Regions from separate parts of the Triticum aestivum genome. Here region 1 is linked to region 2. The links are chromatin contacts, called in public Hi-C maps. All regions are on one chromosome and are shown on one strand. Each heading gives the region's core, a stretch centred on a gene start, on an enhancer-like site or on the middle of the called end of the contact. The rest is flanking DNA. Distances are from core to core; before and after follow the strand shown. Region 1 holds the start of LOC123064602 (hexokinase-2). Region 2 holds the start of LOC123180040 (nuclear transcription factor Y subunit C-3-like).

Evidence for each region. Hi-C and Micro-C count contacts between places; a contact is called where the count stands out from the background.
Region 1: a contact with region 2 is called in a Hi-C map of leaf, with 2.1 times the contacts expected there. The contact joins the promoter of LOC123064602 here to the promoter of LOC123180040 in region 2. A contact is called at or near these places in 4 of 5 Hi-C or Micro-C datasets (leaf and root).

Annotation. Positions count from the first base shown.
Region 1 is chr1A:539,641,778-539,645,168 of IWGSC CS RefSeq v2.1, forward strand. It overlaps LOC123064602 (hexokinase-2), which reads left to right and starts at 1,543. Exons shown (of 9, transcript XM_044488051.1): 1 at 1,543-1,938; 2 at 3,033-3,183; 3 at 3,262-3,391. The coding sequence starts at 1,676.
Region 2 is chr1A:539,501,572-539,505,271 of IWGSC CS RefSeq v2.1, forward strand. LOC123180040 (nuclear transcription factor Y subunit C-3-like) reads left to right here and starts at 1,722. Exons shown (of 1, transcript XM_044592002.1): 1 at 1,722-2,129. The coding sequence starts at 1,722. The coding sequence ends at 2,129.

The DNA.
Region 1 (3,391 bases), core at 293-2,792, 140 kb after region 2:
GCCGCAAACCGGGATGAGGAAGACAGTAGCATCTCAGAGATTGGAACCGGTGGCGAGAGGAAGGAGAAGTTCTGGTGCGTCTCTCTGAGAGGAGCGACCTCCCTTTTATAGGCACAAGAGAAGAAGGTGAGAGGCTGCGCCGGGAGCTAAAGGGAATGCCGGAGACGAAACGAACAAGCAGCAACCGGAGGGTGCAGCGTTCGTATTCAATGTCCACTACAGCAAAAACTTTCCAGCTCCCGAGTGGCCTTTCGTACATCCGTAGTGCGTGGCAAAAATTTAGACATCGACTCGGCTCATTCCCGCAACCCGCGTCGTGACGTGGCGTGGCGTGGTGAGGCAGGCGGCGAAGGAGGAAAGCACGTGGATGTCCTTCTTGTATTCATGCTCATACAAGTGAGGAAAGAACCTCCCTTATAAGGAGGTCCAACTCCCACTAAACTAGCAATGTGGGACTAAACTTTAGTAGTATCTCTTGCCTTGTACAAATGGGCTAAATGAGCCTCTAGGATTTATTTAGCAATTTCTGAAATAGTTATTGGGCTATCCCAAAATAGACTAAATTCCAGCATTTATGTTGTTGACTTGTATTTGCTAATGCATAAAAACAAACTATGATGATGCGTTATATCTCCCCCCCCTCCTCTCTAAGTCTATCAGTTGAAGACAATGTGGAGTACATGTTCACAAATCATACATATATGTAATCATATATGTTTTGGCGACATATTTATGTTGCCACTATTGTCTGCTATCTCGATGATGTCCCATACTTATTCCCGCGCACTCACTCTTCATCCGACGGCCACACCAGTCGTCATTTCACATGGTATCTTTTCCAGCCAAAATTAGACACACACCCCAAGCACGATTCATCCAAAGCACAATGTTAGATTGTCCATTGTCGCCTGCGGATATTTGGTGGCGGCCCTTTTAGATGATCAAGGTGGCGACTTGCTTCCAACTTTCGAGGGAGTTTGTGGCCCGACCTTTGTTCATCAGACCAAATAACTTTATTGTCACTTTTGATCTCCTTTGATTTGTAGGAAAATGTTATAAGAATATATATGTTCCCTATTGAATTTTTCTAGCCCTTTCGCCCGTAAGAAGAATGGATTCCGGTTAGTGGTAGCTGCTCCATTACTCAAAACCGTGCCGACGAGCTTTCATCATCGCAAGAAACAAAAACCCATCGTTCAAACCCATCTGTTCGGTGCGCCCTTTCGGATTTCGGAAGTTTCGGAGCGTACAAAGAGGAAACGGTCCCGTCCGGTCCGGGGCACTCGCGCCACATGCGGGCACGCACCAGCGAAAAGGTCAATCCGCCTGCCCCCACCTCGCCCGCCACGTGCCGCGCACCCGGCGCCGAACCCACGTGCTCCCCGTCCCCTCCGCGTCACGGCCCACTCCCACCCCACCCCACAGGCCCGCGAAAGCCACCCGCCCACCGCCCCGGCCCGACACCGCCCCATAGGCCCACCCCCTTCCCATAGGCAGGCGCAAACGGCTAAGAAAGGAGCCGACGACGCATTCCCGAACGGCCCCCGCCCCCCGCCCATATTTACGGCGGAGGGGGATCGCCCGCCCGCTCCAGTCAGTCAGCCAGTCGGGCAGGGGCGGTGGCGAGGGAGGCGATAGCACAGTACAGAGCAGAGGCGGCGGCGGCGGGCGGGCGATGAGGAAGGCGGCGGTGGCGGCGGTCGCGGCGGCGGCGGCGGTGGGGGTGGCGCTGCTGGCGCGGCGCCAGATGCGGGAGGCCAAGCGCTGGGGCCGCGCCGACGCCGTGCTGCGGGGCCTCGAGGAGCGCTCCGCGGCGCCGCCCGCCCGGCTGCGCCAGGTGGCCGACGCCATGGCCGTCGAGATGCACGCCGGCCTCGCCTCCGAGGGCGGCAGCAAGCTCGGGATGATCATCAGCTACGTCGACTCCCTCCCCTCGGGGTAACGCACGCTCCTCCTTCCTCTCCCTGCTTTACTTGGATTCGGACGTCCGCCGGGGTGGAGGCTTGGGAGATTCCCTTGCCCTTGCCCCGCCTAATCCGTTCGTCTGGAGCCGGTGTGCCTCGAGCGAGCGTCGTCAGGTCCAATGGATCTGCCCTTGTTTTTTCCTCCGTCTGTTCCTGCGAGAGAAAAAAAAGAACAAGAGAAGCGGTCACACTAGGGATTTTTGTCGCTGTCTGGTGCCTGGGTTGCTCCGCGGTTGCGGGATTGCTGTCGCGGCCCCCTTCCCTCTAACGTGTTATGCTAGAAATGGGCTGCAGGGTCAGGTTCCTGATTCCGTGAAATGGGCAAGATTCTGTCTGTAGATTTGACCGTTTTAAGGTAGTGCCCGTACTACTGTTGTGATGATGATTTGTCTACAGCTTCTGTACCAACTGGGCATGTATGTGCATCTCAAAACAACAACAACTAGGCATGCTTCTGTAACTGAGGAAAACATGCTACTCTTTTCAGCGTTATTAATAGATTGAGACAAATTTGTCGCGGGGCTTAGTAAAATGAGGGAAATTTGTTTGCTTTATCACTTATATATTGTGTGATTTTAGGAGGGGGGAAGACTGTCACTTGCCAATTAATTCTTGGAACTTCGCTCGTGTAGGCTATGGTTGGATGGATGTGCCAACCTTATTGAGTCCCTGATCATATGGTTACTGCAAGATGTAGACCACTGTTCTTTAGTTGAGACCGAACAGGACTAAGGTTGTTAGTCGTTCTGAACTGCCTTACAACTTTAAGTGAAATGTTTCTGAAAGTCTATTGGTCTTATGGTGTATAAGGTCAAGCAATTTTTAGTCGTCTGCTGCGGTGGTTACATGTAATCCTGTAGTTCTTATGGTGAATTGCAGCACACACATTTGATGGTCTTTCTGTATTTTTCTGTTAAACACTACACAAAGGGTATCTTATATACTAACAAGTGCCATACACTGTTTAAACTAATATGTGGAGCTGCAGCCTCCAGCGAATCATTGAACCATTTCACGCAGTTGCACTTTGCATTTATATATCTAATATGTCGAGGGCTATATTGGCAGGCAAGAGAAGGGGCTATTTTATGCACTTGACCTTGGAGGGACAAATTTTCGCGTTTTACGTGTTCAATTAGGAGGCAAGGAAGGGCGAGTTGTGAAGCAAGAATGTGATGAGATCTCAATCCCGGCACACTTAATGACTGGGACCTCACAAGTAAAACTGTTCCATAGTCAGTTTTGCACCCTTTCTGATCAATGGATAAGTATGTCACATGTCATATTTTTTTTTCAGGAACTATTTGATTTTATTGCCGCTGCTTTAGCAAAATTTGTTGCCTCAGAGGGTGAAGACTTTCATCTTCTTGAGGGAAGGCAAAGAGAGCTTGGTTTCACTTTCTCTTTTCCAGTAAAGCAGTCTTCAA
Region 2 (3,700 bases), core at 472-2,971:
GGGGAGGCGTTGGAGCATCCGAAGCGACCACGGAAAGGGCTGTTTTGTGATATATTAAAAAAGTGTGAGACAACATTACGAATTTTGAAACTTGGCAGGATGGGGCATCAGGGAGGAGACAAAAGCACGATGATGGCAGCCGGGTAGGAGGATGAGGCCTTCCATAACTTCGACACATTGCAGACACGAATTTGCTTAGGGGGAGGTATAAAATTTGTTGGCATGCAAAGTTGAGGGTGCGAATTTTGATTTTGAAGTTGAGGGACCAAATTAACATGCGCTAGTTGATAAGTTGAGGGACGAAATATGAAATTATTTCTTATACATAATAAAGGATTACATTCTTGGCCAGTCTAGGATAACCGAGATATCCGTGAGTGAATCGAGATCCCAAACTGCACATACTCTTGTCTTTGTAGATGGCCAATTGACATAAATCATGTGCCACCTCATTCAACTATCTCCGAGCATCTTGTGCCTTGAACTTCTTGCGTTGGGCAGATCACTGCCATAATTCAGCCCATCTTGATCTTCAAAATCTACTATTTGTGCCAGTGCCATAACTCAGTAGGAAAATGAACCTGCAACATGTTCTAGACAAAATATCTCCTTTCTAGAGAAAACTTTTCAATGTTTCCAAAGAATAATAATGTCAACATTGTTGATTAAATTTCCCCAAAAAAACATTGTTGATTAAAAATCATTCTACCAGTGCCAATAAATATTTTATCCGTCTAGTTCGAGAAAATTGCTCATGTATCCAAGTTAAAGGTACGCACATCTCGTTTTGTACTCTCAAAACAAGTGCAGAATCGCTAGCTCCCCAAATTTTACAAACTAGCAGAAATTTGCTTCACCTAAAAAAAGGCAAAAAAAATTGCTTCACCTAAACAAAATTTGCTTAGAAAATGTTCTGGAAAGTAGAACTGTCGAAAAATGATAAACAAGTAGAAAGTCAACCTATGAGCCCTGATCTGGTGTGTGTTGCCGGTTCTATGCCCGCAGACACGCTAGCTACTATGGCGCCAACTGGCATAGGGTACCGTGTTCATTTGTCCATATTTTGTCAAACTTGCATATGTACTGCATTTGTTTTGTATGCCTTGTAATGCCAATACCGTAACATGCGATACATAATACGTATATACAAGAATACATACGCTACTAGCTAAAACTGCGCTTTACACCGGCGCTTACGCACCGCGAAAAGGACGCCTTCAAAATACGGCCGGGATGCTCCTCGGTGCCATCGCCTCCTTGACCGTGGATACGGAGAGAGACTCTCGCTGTCCGAGCGACAGGTGCGCTCACGCAGCGCAAGCACAAGGCTGCAAGCAACAGCGTCCAACGAGAGCTACGCCCCTCATTTATCTACCCGCGTTCGTACACCATCGCGATCCCAACCACCGTCTCCCATGATTTGTTTACGCGAATCTCTACATGCGCGAAAGATCAATCATACCGGTCTCTGTCGAAACTGCCGGCCCCGGCCACCTCCGGTTGCGGGCCGGCCATGGACAGCAGCCGCCACGACCACGCGCTCCCTTCCTTGTTCGCGGGTCAAACGGCGTGCGTATATAAGATCCCGTCCATGGCCGCGCTCGATTGGAGGTTGCACCGTTCGTTTGTTTGCTATAGAACTCATAGCTATAGATAGCTCCTTGCACGGCGGCGAGAAGATTAGGTAGCTAGCTAGCACCGGGTCGGCGGCGATCTAGAGGATGAGGATTTCGAGGCCGTACTCGGGGGTGTCCAGAAGCGGGGCGACGGCGAGGACGGGGCCGCACGCGCTGCCGCTGGCGCGGATCAAGAAGATCATGAAGCGGTCGGCGGGGGACGGCAGCGGGGGCTACGGCGCCGGGGCCAGGATGATCTCGGGCGAGGCGCCCGTGGTGTTCTCCAGGGCGTGCGAGCTGTTCGTCGCCGAGCTGACGCAGGCCGCCTGGGCCGCCACGCTCGAGGGCCGGCGCCGGACCGTGCACGCCGAGGACGTCGCCGCCGCCGTCAGGGACACCGACCTCTTCGACTTCCTCGTCGACGTCGTCAAGCCCAGGCCAGGTGACGACGGCGTCGGCGACGGAGTCGGCCTCGCGCCGGCCGCCGGTGTCCACGGCGGCGCGCTCGACTAGAAACTTGTCGGTGCAATGCATGCATGCATGCATGCGCGCTCGTCGTGGCTTGTGGAATCAAACTGTGCCGCGATTAATTGCACTAATTCCGTTCATGTTGATTTTACCTGCTCTACTGCTGCCAATACAAGCAGAATGACGCAGCGGTGCAACTAGCACGATTTGATTAACTTGTACTACCGCACACTACACTGGAACTGTATTTCTACATTTGTCGTTCCATTTCTACTGTTGTTAAGGAATATTTGAAGATTTTTCATTGCTACGAAATCAATAGAGAATCTGTCTTTTATACAAAAGGTTTTCGTTGATTACAAGCTATTGGAGAGGTTCATGACATTTTTCTATGATGTAACCAAACGACTTTTTGGTGACAATTTGTGTAATGTCCAAACCCTTACAAACGAAAAGGCAAAGCTATTCTGTCCTTGCATCTCTAGGATCTGGCAAGTCAAACAAGCTGCAACATCAACTAAATAAACATGCTGCAATATGACAAAATTACTAGAATGAGTGCACCCATTTTCTAGAATATAGTAAACATATATTTGTAAAATTTGAATAATCCCGGAAAAACTCACACACACAAGAAGAAATGGAACAAATACACGACTTTGGGGGCTAAGGTATCACGAAACCACAACTCAAGATTTTAACAAAAACCACAACTCTAAGACTAACCGGTAACAAAAACCCAAAATCTCCGGTTGAACACAACTCTAATGACCAAGCCCCACCAGTCATAGACACAAAGTAGTGAAATGATTTTTAGCCTGAGCTCACATTAGAGTCGGCTTGAGCTAAGTCGACTAGACATGAGCCGAACCGAGCCGAACTCAAAATGGACTTGCATAGATGTTTTATTAATCGGCTGAAGATTTTCCAAATTGATCGTTTAAGATGTTTCGAGTTACTGTATTTTTTAAAGTTTATTGAAATCTTCAAATTTTTGAAGAAAATTTGGCTAAATCCTACATTTTTGCAAATTTAAACTGGCTGAAAATTCCCCATATTCATCATTCAATATGTTTAGAATTACGAGAATGATTTCAGTTTTTCCCAAAAAAGGAATTTTGGCCACATATATAGAAAAATTATGCAAACTTTGAATTTTTAGCCCATTTTATGATTTTGAGATTTCTTCATGCTTTAATTTTATAAGTTAGCTGACGTTGGCTCTGCTAAAACCGACCTCTTTTTCAATAAAATAATATGAGCCCTTTGCGACTTGAATAAAAATGAGAATCATTTTGATTGAAGATATAACATTCTCCTATAAAATGGATACACGAGTTAACATATGTTTAGTAGAAGTCGGCTACTCCATCCATCTAATAATGTGAAACGTTATTACATCCAATATGTGACCTTGGATGTAATAACATCTTGCATTATGAGGCGGAGGGAGTATTATACTATTATTATCCACAATAAATAAATAAACTATGATTTTGAAAATATATATTCCTTTAACATTGAATCTTTGATAGAAACGTTTTCACCTTCTTGGAAATTTATAGGGCTTTTTCATGATGTAACCAAACAACCTTTTTTTTGTGTAAAAATTTCGA